Linked DNA regions of Zea mays: region 1 is linked to region 2. Evidence: chromatin contacts called from public Hi-C data. All regions are on one chromosome and are shown on one strand. Each heading gives the region's core, a stretch centred on a gene start, on an enhancer-like site or on the middle of the called end of the contact. The rest is flanking DNA. Distances are from core to core; before and after follow the strand shown. Region 1 holds the start of LOC103641953 (F-box protein PP2-A13). Region 2 overlaps LOC103641951 (SPX domain-containing membrane protein OsI_17046).

What was found. Hi-C and Micro-C count contacts between places; a contact is called where the count stands out from the background.
Region 1: a Hi-C map of leaf shows a contact between it and region 2, with 6 times the contacts expected there. The contact joins the promoter of LOC103641953 here to the enhancer-like site in region 2. A contact is called at or near these places in 4 of 25 Hi-C or Micro-C datasets (ear, leaf and tassel).

What each region holds. Positions count from the first base shown.
Region 1 is chr10:139,348,737-139,355,434 of Zm-B73-REFERENCE-NAM-5.0, reverse strand. It overlaps LOC103641953 (F-box protein PP2-A13), which reads left to right and starts at 4,719. Exons shown (of 3, transcript XM_008665252.4): 1 at 4,719-6,677. The coding sequence starts at 6,303. It overlaps LOC103641954 (probable methyltransferase PMT15), which reads right to left and starts at 888. Exons shown (of 6, transcript XM_008665253.4): 1 at 1-888. The coding sequence starts at 651.
Region 2 is chr10:139,087,952-139,094,197 of Zm-B73-REFERENCE-NAM-5.0, reverse strand. All of the region lies in intron 2 of LOC103641951 (SPX domain-containing membrane protein OsI_17046), which reads left to right. Among protein-coding and RNA genes, the nearest start is that of LOC103641951, 9.3 kb to the left of the region's middle. Within about 2 kb of position 4,272, at least 16 of the 20 cell types and tissues checked have an H3K27ac peak or open chromatin away from gene starts, as enhancers often do. A contact at or near this core is called in ear and leaf, where this site is marked.

The DNA of each region.
Region 1 (6,698 bases), core at 3,470-5,969, 260 kb before region 2:
GTAAGCGCCGGCGCCGCGAGGGAACATGGTGCCGCCCCCGGGGAAGCGGAACCTGTCGCCGTCGACGCGGATCCAGTTCTGCACCGCCTTCTCGACGCTGAGCTCCTTGTGGGGCACGTTGGCGAACCAGGCGACGTCGCGGCTGGCCGGCCAGGGGAACGGGTTGCGGTAGCCCCTGGGCGCCGGCACGAGGCAGCGCAGGCGCTCGCCGTCCGCGGGGCAGTGGCGCTCGCGGTAGACGAGGCGGTCCCGCGGGAACCGCAGGGAGCGCTCCACGTCCTCGCAGGGCGTGTACTCGGAGTACTTGGCGGGGCACGCCTCGTAGCTGCGCTGGCGGAGCGCGGCCTCGGACTCCATCCCCTCCGCCGTGTGGTGCGCGGCGAAGTCGAGCGGCCCCGCGGGGGGTGACGAGGGGGCGGTCGTCAGGGCGGGGGAGGCGCAGGACACGGCGGTGGCGATGGAGACCGAGGAGGAGGAGGTGGCGCCGCCGGCGGCGGGGCCAGCGGAGAAGCCGCCGTGGTGCCAGATGCCGAAGAGGTAGGACAGCGAGCAGAGGACGGCCACGGCCGCGAGGTGGAGCAGCGACGGGCGGCGCGCGGCCGCTGCCGCCGACGAGAGGTGCAGCTTCGCGGCGGTCGCGCCTACCGCCATGGCGTTGGCGGCCCTGCTGCTGCTTCTCTCCCGGTCTCGGCTGGCTACCTGCTGCTTTTCGTGTGATGCGCTCACTTAAAGCGCACGGCAGTCTCCTCGGATTGGGGTGCCCGGGATTAGGTGGAGGCCGAGACAGGGGGAGGTCGGGAAAGGGAGGCGCACCGCATGTGCGTTCGATTTGATTACCACGGCCACGGGTGGAGGTGGAGAGACGGAGAGGTGTCAGGTGTGCTTATTTATGTGGAGGAGGAAGGAAGCGGCTGCTGGTGGTTTTATTTTATTTTTAATTTTAATTTTTGGCATGCAAACGGTCGCGCTTTGGGGACACCTGGCCTGGTCTAGTGTTCTCGTGGAAACTGCGGCAACTGGAGCGTGGCTGGCCTTCGGATTGCCACGGGTGTCGTCGATCCGGAAGCGTGACAGTTGTGATGAATTGGGTTTTGGTAAACATTAACTCACTGTAGTTACTGTCGGATCGTTTTAGTTGACCACATCTCCGTCGCCATCGGCTGACCTGAAACGAAATCGCAGTGCTTGAACTGCGCCTGGCCATGTTGGTAATCAAGAATTCTAGAGACGGTGGCTTCGTATGATGTCGTGATTGTAGGAGAAGCTTCAAAAAGGAGAGGATACCGGATCTTCTACGTTCATGTGGTGAGTTACAAGACTACAAGTGTGCAGATTATTGCCTATTTCGTCTCGGTCTGCCAGTGATTTTGCATTTTGCTACGCTTTGATCGGTCGATCTACGCAGAGATATTTGTCCCTTTGGATTCGCGCATTTCGAGGATAAGCTAAACGCATAATAGAACTGTTCCATTATTAAAAACTGGAATGTAGCCGCTCTGGTCTATTTGACTCTCCAGCCAAACGTCCGTGCATGAATCTATATCCCCCGTGTCTAGAGATGACAATGGAGCCCCAATTTCCTGCGAGGAATTCGCCATCTCCATTCCTCATGGGAACGGTTAAACTTGCACATAATGATTGTTTTCGTGTACTAGTTAATGATAAAAATATATAATTACTTTGTCAAAAAATCAATCATTACACAAATGTATTTATTTTAATATACACATAAATATTTCTTACATCTAACAACTTGTATAGGTAAAAATGTTTTACATTAATAACGATAAATATATGTACTAAATATAATTTAAATGGAGATAGCGATTCCTGTCAGGATTTATTCCTGCGGGGAGACGAGAAAGAAATGACCCTCCTAAATGTTTATAGGGATCCTAACGAGGAATTATTTTTTTTTTGTCACGAAAACGGGCATGGGGAGCAACTCTTTCACGAGTAATTCAATATTGCCATTCCTACCGGTGTACTTGCTTTCGTCTCCATCCTTCCAGCATTCGTCGCTATCGAGATGTCGACATCGGCAGGAAGACCGAGCGGTTGACCGCGGCTAGGAAGAGTGCAATGGCTCGACAGTCGACACCGGGCCTGTTTGGTTCAGCTTTTTTCTGACCAGCTTTTCTGAGAATCTGGCTGTGTAGAGAATCTGACTGTGAGAAGAATTTGAGTATTATGTGGATTACGTGCGGAGCAAGATGAAGTGGTCTAAAGGATTCAGGATCTAGAAAGCAACAGATTCCTACTATCATGACGATTCGACCGATTTTGTGTTTATGTTGATTTTTGACGGTTTTTACCAAAGCGATTCTTATAGAAGCTGGCTGAAAAGCTGGGGCGTTTGGCGATCTGCAGCAGCTTTTGGTGACCAGAAGCTGGAAAAAACCCAAACAAACAGGGGCCATCGACGGCTGCTTCCGCCCTATGCAGTTTAATTACCATGTACCTATGAGCTAGAGTTATGCATATGTTAGCAGATACTTGCTGTGTGATATGTGCACAGGAAGTTTCAGTATCATGCTCGTACCAACTGGTTCCTCTAAACTTACCGCACTGCATTCTGAGCTGTATTCCACTGTTGACATAATTGTGTGTGTGTGTGCGTGTTTTTTTTTTTAGAAATTTCTGCGCTGGATGGTAATATGGTACTAATACCTTCTATGAATATCTTATTTATGCTTGACCCGTCAACTGTCTGTGTGTCAGATTCCAGACTATTACAAACAACGAGGGAGCAGACTAGCAGATGCAGCATGGCCGTCCAAATACGCTTCTTCAGAATCAGATGTTTATATGCACCTCCAGTCCAGTTCCAGTCTGCAAGTCTAGCGGACGGACCAACAGGTGGCGGCGAAAAGCGGAGCAATTATTCTTCCCCGCTTACGACGGAACGGAGCTTGTACTTGTACGTAGCTTCGGGGCCCCGCAAAGAACAAATCCCCGAAGAGGCTATTTCCGTCCTACTGGCTATTTCCGACCGCATACGGACTTCTGGCGTTAAAAAAAACCTAGCTGGTAAAAGAAACGTACATTCAGTCATTCAGACAAAAGCAATGCAACATAGTTGGGCCCGTGCTGGGCCGGCTCTGCAGGCTATTACTTGCGTACGCTCGGATTGCGGTATGGGCTGCCCCGCAATGCATGGCCTGCGAACCGAGATGCACGGATGATGCACCTGGGCTGAATACGCAAGACCCGCTCAAGTGATTGCTGCAGCAGTTTCTCAACAAAACAGTGATTGGTTTTGTTGCAGCAAGGCAGCAACCGCTCTTGCAATTCTTTTTTGCTGTCTCGCAATAAGGAAATTGTTAAAGCGAAGTTGCGTGGTAAAAGCGTGTCTGGGTCTATTTTCGAATATTTGTGGTCCGCTAGTTCAATTTTAACTAAAACACGACAAATAGAAAAGAACGGAGAGAGTACAAAATAACAAGACAACCATTCTCATCCTCCGTTCCAAAGTACATCATTCTCATCCTCTGTTCCAAATAACATGTCTCTTTGGTGACCGTATCATATCAACTGTCTAAGATAGTTGCTATAATGCCTATTAATTTCGATACAATCATCACTTGTAAAGAGATATCTTTTGAGAGAGAGAGAGATTTTGAAGATGTGTCTATTTAAATAGCCACATGTTTCGCAACACTCTCTCCTAATCAGGTGGCGGATATAGGCCTAGGGCCAACCAGTTCGTGGTCTGAGGCATGATCTTTATATCTCTACTTATGTTTGTTGTCTTTTAATCAAAATACATTGATCACATCGGATATTTTTTTATGACTTTTCATTCCTCGAATTTTGTTACCGCTTATATATTCTGTTTAAGAGGATTAGGCCCCGTTCGTTTTATTCCGAGATTATATAATCTGGCTTGTAGATTATATAATTATATAGTGACATATTTATGGCTTATCGTAGTCTAGGTATCTATATTATATAGTCCAACTAATAATATGTGTTGTTTGTTTGTCTCTTAACTTATTTAATATGAATTATATAATCTCGAGTCAAAACAAATAGGGTCTTAGACAGGTGGTGAGGAAAATCATTCCATTAGTTTAAAGCCGAAAATAGAATTAGCCATGACTATGCAACTGACCAGCACCTCCAAGGCTACAACCAAAGTCAAATTGAGTGGTCGTGCGGTGGGAGTGTAAAATAAAGCCATCACGGGGAAGTGGATAGAGCTGCCACAGACAGGCCCACAGGGGACTGGGTCCCTCGGTGCTGACATGGATCCACGTCCACTGGCCTAAGCTGCGTGGTCACGCATGATTAGACCAGCATATGGGGCCTGAGGTATTGTCTTGGCGATGCCAAACGTGGAGTGTGGGAGAGGGGAAGGAAGAGAGATGCCTTTCTCTAATTCTCTACCTAAACAAACACTCGCTCTAATTCTCTGCCTAATCAAACACTCGGCCGATGAGTGAAGTATGTTTTTGGACGATAACCTCTGAACCCTTATCGCTAGCTGGTCGTCACCGTCCAATCTGCAACAGTCGAATCTGCAACGATCGAAGGATAGTGCGCATGACGTAACTCGTGAACAGGCAAGATACAATGAAGGGGATTTTTTTAGTCAAGCCAAAAAATCACCCTAAGGTAGAATTGAACTCAGGATCTAAAGATGTTACTCGAAAGCCTTAACTATTACGCTACGTACCATTTCGCGCCTAAGCAAACTCTCGCCCTTGCATTCCTTTACAAGCATAAGCTAGAATTAGCTGCCCCAAAAATGCTTATATTCACATGCATGGCAAGACATACTAATAAACATGGCCATGTGCCAAATTAAACAAGAACTCAATTGCACACGAAAAAAAATGGGCCGAGACTTATCCGAAAGGTAAGAGAACTCAATTCGAAGAGAAGTTGGCACCAAGCATTCGTATGGCAGCCGGTCGACGGACGCATGCGGCCGGCCGCACGCACGCGTCACGCGTGTACGCTGCTCCAGCCTTATCACCTATCAGTTCCCCATGGCAAACGATGCCGATTAGCGACCCCGTGCCGTCGTGATCCATCCAGCGGAGAAGAAGAACAAGCCACTTGCGGCGGACCTGCCTGCATTCTCCCCTTCCAGAGCGCCACCTGCCCGGCCCTTGCTGGCCACCCTGAACGAGCACAAGCGTCTCGCTGTCCGGAACCGATCGTTCCAGGCCTCGGCGCTAGCTAGCTGGTGGCGTTGGCATCAGAACCCCTGGCGGGCCTCGTCGCTAGTCTGCAGCCCTGCAGATGATTGATGCGAAACGCGCGCGACATCTCCTCTCTGTGTGTCGACAACGACGCGGCCAGTGAAGTTTTAGAATCTACCCCGTGCAATCAGAGGCGTCTCGCTTTCGTGCTAGCTCTTCTTTTCCGTGACGAGATCTTGATTGGTTTGGTTTGGGCCCTTCTGGTTGCAAAAGGGCAGCTAGATTTGCTGTGGAAGGAAAGTGCAGCCGATGAGTTGTTGATCCTGGCAGACATGCCGACCGGCGTGGACACCTGCTTCTGATACGCTGTTGCTTTCGGTCTGGCCCTGCCTGCCAGGAATTTTCACTGCTATCGAATCGAATTACAGTGTTGTGGCATGCCCATCTGTGGTTGTAAGGATTATCCATGATATTTTTAAGGATTATCCATGGTACTTGGCTACTTGCCACCGCACTACGGGCACTACTGTACATACGAAGCACTTCATGTAGCCGAGATACAGATACCAGAGCCACAATGACAGCAAATCCAGGCGACGCCGAACTGATTGTCCCCCAACTCCCTCCATCGCCACGCACCTCGCTGCTACTGATGATCTTTAGCCAAAACAGCGGACGACATGGCCATGATCTCCCACAGCGACAATATCCACTTGAGCCAGTTTCCTTGTCCAGAGAGGCAGAACCCATCTGATCTACCTAAAAAGCGCGCTATTTTTATACGGCCACCACCAGGTCAGAGTCAGCAAGGCATCCGGCGCATACAGCATACTTCTCTCCTCCGTCGCAACTCGCAACTCCCGTCCCACAAAGACCCTTTTTTTCCAAGTCTCACCTCCACACCTCCGCCTCTCTTTCTCTTGAGTCGCCTTCCTCTTGTTCTCCACCCACACGCGTGGCAACGGGAGAGCAGCCCATGCATGGTCTTGGTCTCTTGCGCTTGCCCCTTGCTCCTTGGGGAGCAAGTAGGTTGAATTGAAGAAGAAGCGGCCGACCGACGGTTATCAAACTGTCGCTAACCGCATAGAGAAGAAAGGCATCCATCCTACACAGCTCCTCTCGCATTGCGCGCGTCGAAATCTTGCAGTTCCGATGGGGGTGGGCGCGTCGAGCGTGGGGGCGGCGGAGGGGTGCGGCCGGGGGTGGGGGCCGCGGCACACGTCGCTGGGCGACATGCCGGAGAGCTGCGTCGCGGCGGTGCTGCTCTACCTCGACCCGGCCGAGATCTGCCAGGTGGCCTGCCTCAACCGGGCGTTCCGGGGCGCGGCCTCCGCCGACTGCATTTGGGCCGCCAAGCTGCCCGCCAACCACAGGTACCTCGCCGCGCTCGCGGCCGCGGCAGACGACGACGACTGCAGCTGCGGCTGCGACGGCGTGGCGGCCGAAGGCAGCTGTTCCACTGTGGCGATCAAGAAGGAGCTATACGCGCGCCTCTGCCGGCCCACCCCGTTCGACGGCGGTACCAAAGTAATCTCTCTCTTTTTCTTT
Region 2 (6,246 bases), core at 3,023-5,522:
TGTGTTCCATTGTCCACAGTGATAGCCTTTGGCACCCCAAAACGACAAACAATATTCTGCCAGAAAAATTTTTGGATGGTAGCCGAAGTTATTGTGGCTAAAGGCTTCGCCTCAATCCATTTAGAAAAATATTCCACAGCTACCACAACATATCTCAGGTTCCCTTGGGCTGGTGGTAACGGACCTAACAAGTCAAGGCCCCACCTTTGCAATGGCCAAGTGGGTTGTATGAGCTGTGTCAAGGACGAAGGTTGTTTTCGATCTCTTGCACATTTCTGACAACCTTCGCACTTTTGAACCAATTCTGCTGCATCTGAAGCTGCCTTCGGCCAATAAAACCCTTGACGGAAAATTTTTCCGAGTAACGGCCTAGATCCAATGTGAGATCCACACAGGCCTGCATGTATTTCTTTCATTAACTCTATACCTTCGGTTCTAGATAAGCATTTAAGCAGCGGAGCACAAACTCCATGTTTATACAACTCCCCTTCTATCATGACATATGGGCGAGCTCTTGCTTCTATCCTCTTGTTATAAGCTTCGTCATCTGAAAGAAACTTACCCTGAAGGTAAGAGATGATCTCGGTTCTCCAATCTTCGCTAAAAACAGGAGATATATTAAGAACTGCTCTTTCAAGAAGTTCCACCGAAGGTGCTTTTATTGTTTCGAAAAATACATCCGAAGGTAAAGGCAGCCCCTGTGCTGCTGACTTAGCTAGCAAATCAGCATGCTCATTTCGTCCTCTAGGGATATTTTTGACAGAAAACCCTTCGAAGGAAGCTTCAACTCTTCGAACCATATCCAGATATTTTTCAAGCTTCGGATCCTTAGCCTTGCAACTTTTGTCAACATGACCTGAAACAACCTGGGAATCAGTTTTAAGTATGGCTCTTCTGATTCCCATTGCTTTTAACTTTCGAAGACCTAGAATCAATGCTTCGTACTCAGCAATGTTGTTTGTGCAATTAAAATCAAGCTTTGCTGCATAACAAGTTTTGACTTTGGAAGGTGAAACCAACACAGCAGCCGCTCCTGCTCCGAAGGTTCCCCAAGATCCATCACAAAACACTGTCCAGGCTTCGTTGTCTTTATTTGTTTCCTCCTCCTGAGCCCCTGGCGTCCAATCAGCAATAAAGTCTGCCAGTGCCTGTGACTGAATCGAAGATCTATGAACATATTCAATACAAAATTCATTGAGCTCTGCAGCCCATTTTCCAATCCTTCCAGTAGCTTCTCGGTTTCTCATAATATCCTTCAGAGGTTGCGAAGAAGGAACAATTATGTTGTAAGCTTGGAAATAGTGCCGAAGCTTCCTGGAGGCCATCAAGACAGCATACAGTATCTTCTCCAACTCTGTATAATTTTTCTTTGATAAACTAAGGACTTCGGAGACAAAATATATTGGGGCCTGCCTTCTGACTTGACCATCAAGCTTCTCTTGGACAAGCGCTGCACTTACCGCTGAGTGCGAAGCTGCCACATATAATAATAAAGGAGCCCCTGGCATTGGTGGAGTCAGTGTTGTTAGATCTATCAAATACTGTTTCAGTTCTTCGAAAGCCTTCTGCTGGATTGAGCCCCATTGAAAGACTTCGGCCGACTTCAGCACTTCGAAGAATGGTAAATTTCTCTCTGCTGATCTAGATATGAATCTATTGAGAGATGCCAATCTTCCTGTCAATCTTTGAGCCCCCTTCTTTGTAGTTGGTGGCTCCATCCGAAGTATAGCTTCAATTTTACTTGGATTGGCTTCAATTCCCTTTGTTGAAACTAAGCATCCAAGAAATTTTCCCTTCTTCACTCCGAAGACACATTTTTCTGGATTTAACTTTAAACCAGCTTGCCTGAAACTGGCAAAGGTCTCCTGCAAATCGGCAATATGATTTTCCTGCTTCGTGCTTTTGACAATGATGTCATCAACATAGGTTAGCACATTTTTGCCTATTTGAGATTGAAGAACCTTCGCAGTCATTCGGCTGAAACTTCCTCCAGCGTTTTTGAGCCCCTCAGGCATCCGAAGATAGCAATATGTGCCACTTGGAGTAATGAAGCTAGTCTTCGGCTCATCTTCCTTCTTCATCCAAATTTGGTGATAGCCTGAATAGCAGTCTAACAGACTCATGAGCTCTGACGAAGCTGCTGCATCAACTAAAGAGTCTATCCTTGGTAGAGGGAATTCATCCTTCGGACAAGCCTTGTTAAGATCTGTAAAATCGATGCACATTCGCCACTTGCCATTGGCCTTTTTTACCATAACAGTGTTAGCCAGCCATTCTGGGTACTTCACCTCTCTAATAACTCCTGCACTAAGGAGTCTTTTGACTTCGTTACGAGCACCTTCGGCCTTATCATCTGACATTTTCCGAAGCCTTTGCTTTCTGGGTCTGAAGGATGGATCAACATTGAGCGAGTGCTCGATAACATCTCTATTAACTCCACAAAGATCATTGGCTGACCATGCAAAAACATCCTTGTTATTGAACAAAAACCTTATCAAGGTTTTCTCTTGCTCTTCGGATAACTGAGATCCTAACAGCACCTTCTGCTCTGCTATGTCCTCACATAAGAGCATAGGCTTCGGCTGGTCTGCTGAAGCTGCTTTCTCCCTCCTGAACTTGTACTGTTCACAAGCTTCAGCTCCATCTATGTTATGGATTGCTTTTGAGTCAGTCCAATTGCCCTCGGCCCTTCTTGCAGCTTCTTGACTTCCATGGATAGCAATGGGTCCCTGATCCGAAGGTATCTTCATGCAAAGATAGGCAGGATGAAGGATTGCTTCGAAGGCATTAAGAGTACCACGACCAATAATTGCATTGTAAGGATATTCCATGTCAACAATGTCAAACACAACTTGCTCAGTTCTAGTGTTGTTGATGAATCCGAAGGTGACTGACATGGTGATCTTGCCCAGTGCTACAATCTGTCTTCCTCCGAAGCCACAAAGAGGATGTGTAGCATCATGAATCTTATCTTCTGGCTCTTGCATTTGTCTGAAGGCTTTAGCAAATATGATGTCAGCTGCACTGCCTGTATCGACCAAGACATTGTGAACCAGAAATCCTTTGATAACACAAGAGATAACCATGGCATCGTTGTGTGGGTAATCTTTGAGCTGAAGGTCCTCTTGAGAGAAGGTAATAGGAATGTGAGACCATCTTGATTTGATGAAGGGTCCTTGCACCCCAACATGCTGTACTCTTCTCTGTGCTTCCTTCTTCTGCTTCTTGTTAGCTGGCTCTGAGGACGAGCCACCTGTGATCGGGAGCACCAGCTTCGGGTCCGAAGTAACTCCAGCTTGGTTGTTGAACGAAGCCATCAGCTCAAAAAGTGGAAGTGAGTTCACCGGAGGTGGGCGCCAATGTTGGGGATTTGTTCTCAAATGCTATGAATTAAGAACAAGGCAACATAAAATGTTAAATGATTTTGTCCTTCGTCCGTGAAGCATTAAACCCTTTGGGATAATGGATCTTAGACGAAGGTTGATAAGCGTCTTATTACGAAGTTGAACCTTCGTAATAAACTTTCAATAAACGTTATAGAATAATGCAAAGTAAAAAAGGTAAGAATGGATAAATGATTCACAGATGCATAATATAATATTCACTTAATGTATTGAATCATAAAATACAATGATACCTATGCCTTGACAAAGGTTGTATTCCGAGAAATGCGATTGCAAAAATCAGAATGCGTGAACAGTAACGGAATACTGTTCACTATTTATAGGCACAGGACGCAGCCTGTGAGGAATTACAAGTATGCCCCTTATAAGAACTTACAACGTTGACTCAGACCTTTATGGACTAAAAGGTCATTCTATCTTTAAGTCGGTTTGTAATGCCGAAGCTCTGCGAAGAGGCATCTTCGGCTATCTTGTACGAACAGCTTCATCCGAGGATCACTTCTCTTTATAAGACCTTCGGCGACGAAGCATAGACCCAACAGGCTGTTCATGGATGCTGCAGCTCCCTGTTTCTCTCTGCGTGCGTGCTCTTCTTCTCTTTGCCGTCTCATCCATTCGATCCAACATGAGACGCCGGCGACGAGACCACGAGATTCACAGAGAAACGCTAGACGAGAGCCATGTCCTGGCCTGGCCTGGCCTCTGTCTGGACCAGCGCCCGTTCAGTTCAGAGGGCAGCCTAGGTTGTTCGTTGATCTAGTTATAGCTAGTAGCTACTACAGCTTTGCGCATGGCTGCTACCTGCTATGCATGCCTTTTTGCATCTATCCTTCTTTTGTTTCTAGCGCTTAATCTCATGGCTCGCTCCCATAATCCCTGCCATCACAGAGCTTTCCTTGTCTCAGCTCCCAAGTCCCAACAAACATGTAAAGGTCCTAATATAAGGAGGGAAGAAAAGTAAACACATCTTGCCTTTCTCTTTGATTCGTCAACCCAAAACGATCGCTCGAGACAAAACAGAGCTTGCGAGCCAGATAACACCGTCACAAAAGAGACAAGTTCTGTGCAAGTTCTCTGGCCTCCTAGCGCTTCCGTGTTCCAGACGAGCTTCTCTAGCTGCAAAGGGGCCAAAATTCTCGTTGCCAAGTCAGATGCTGCTTCGTCTTATTTGCTGCCAGCTGGCTTATCAACTTGTAGCTTACACCTGGACCCGGTGTCCAGTCAATTATTGCTGATGTCAATCAATCCATCTTGATATTTTTGGAGTGTTTAGATTGTAGCGACTAATTTTTAGTCTCATCATTTTATTTTATTTTAGTCCATAAATTATCAAATATGTTAACTAAAATAGAACTTTGGTTTCTATATATTTGGCAAATTTAGATATTAAAAATGGAATAAAATAATAATCCCTAAAAACCAAACGTGTCGGGGACCATAATTAGGGGTACCCTCAAGACTTCTAATTCTCAGCTGGTAACCCCATCAGCACAAAGCTGCAAAGGCCTGATGGGTGCGATTAAGTCAGGGATCGGTCCATTCGAGGGACTCGATCACGCCTCGCCCGAGCCTAGCCTCGGGCAAGGGCAGCCGACCCCGGAGAATCTCCGCCTCGCCCGAGGTCCCCCTCCAGCGACGAACATACTTCCGGCTCGCCCGAGGCTCTGTCTTCGCCAAGAAGCAACCCTGACCAAATTGCCGCGCCAACCGACCAAATTGCAGGAGCATTTAATGCAAAGGTGGCCTGACACCTTTATCCTGACGCGCGCCCTTCAGTCGACAGAGCCGAAGTGACCGCAGTCACTTCGCCGCTCCACTGACCGGTCTGACAGAAGGACAGCGCCGCCTGCGCCGTACTGACTGCAGTGCCACTTAACAGAGTGAGGCTGACAGGCAGTCAGGCCCGGCCTCAAGCGCCATAGGAAGCTCCGCTTCGCCCGACCTAGGGCTCGGACTCGGGCTCAGCCCCTGAAGACGGCGAACTCCGCTCCGCCCGACCCAGGGCTCGGACTCGGGCTAAGCCCCGGAAGACGGCGAACTCCGCTCCGCCCGACCCGGGGCTCAGACTCGGGCTAAGCCCCGGAAGACGGCGAACTCCGCTCCGCCCGACCCAGGGCTCGGACTCGGGCTAAGCCCCGGAAGACGACGAACTCCGCTCCGCCCAACCCAGGGCTCGGACTTGGGCTCAGTCCCGGAAGACGGCGAACTCCGCTCCGCCCGACCCAGGGCTCGGACTTGGGCTCAGCCCCGGAAGACGACGAACACCGCTCCGCCCGACCCCAGGGCTCGGACTCAGCCCTGGCCTCAGCTGACGGTCTCCGCCTCGCCCGACCCAGGGGCTCGGACTCGACCTCGGCCACGGAAGACAGACTCGACCTCGACCTCGGTGGAGCCTCCACATCGCCCAATCTAGGGCGCAGACCAGCCACGTCAACAGGAGGCGCCTTCATCACCCTACCCCGAGCTGACTCAGGCCACGGGGAACAAGACCGGCGTCCTATCTGGCTCGCTCCGCCAGATAGGCAATGATGGCGCCCCGCACACCCTGTAACGACGGCGGCTCTCAGCTCCCTTACGGAAGCAAGAGGACGTCAGCAAGGACTCGACAGCTCCGACAACTGTCCTTCCTCCAGGCTCCAGCGCTCCTCCGACGGCCACGACACCACACGAACCGGGCGTCAAAACCTCTCCGGCCGCCACGATGGCGTGTACTTAGGGCGCTAGCTCTCCTCCGCTAGACACGTAGCACTCTGCTACACCCCCCATTGTACACCTGGATCCTCTCCTTGCGCCTATAAAAGGAAGGACCAGAGTCCTCTTAGAGAGGGTGGGCCGCGCGGGG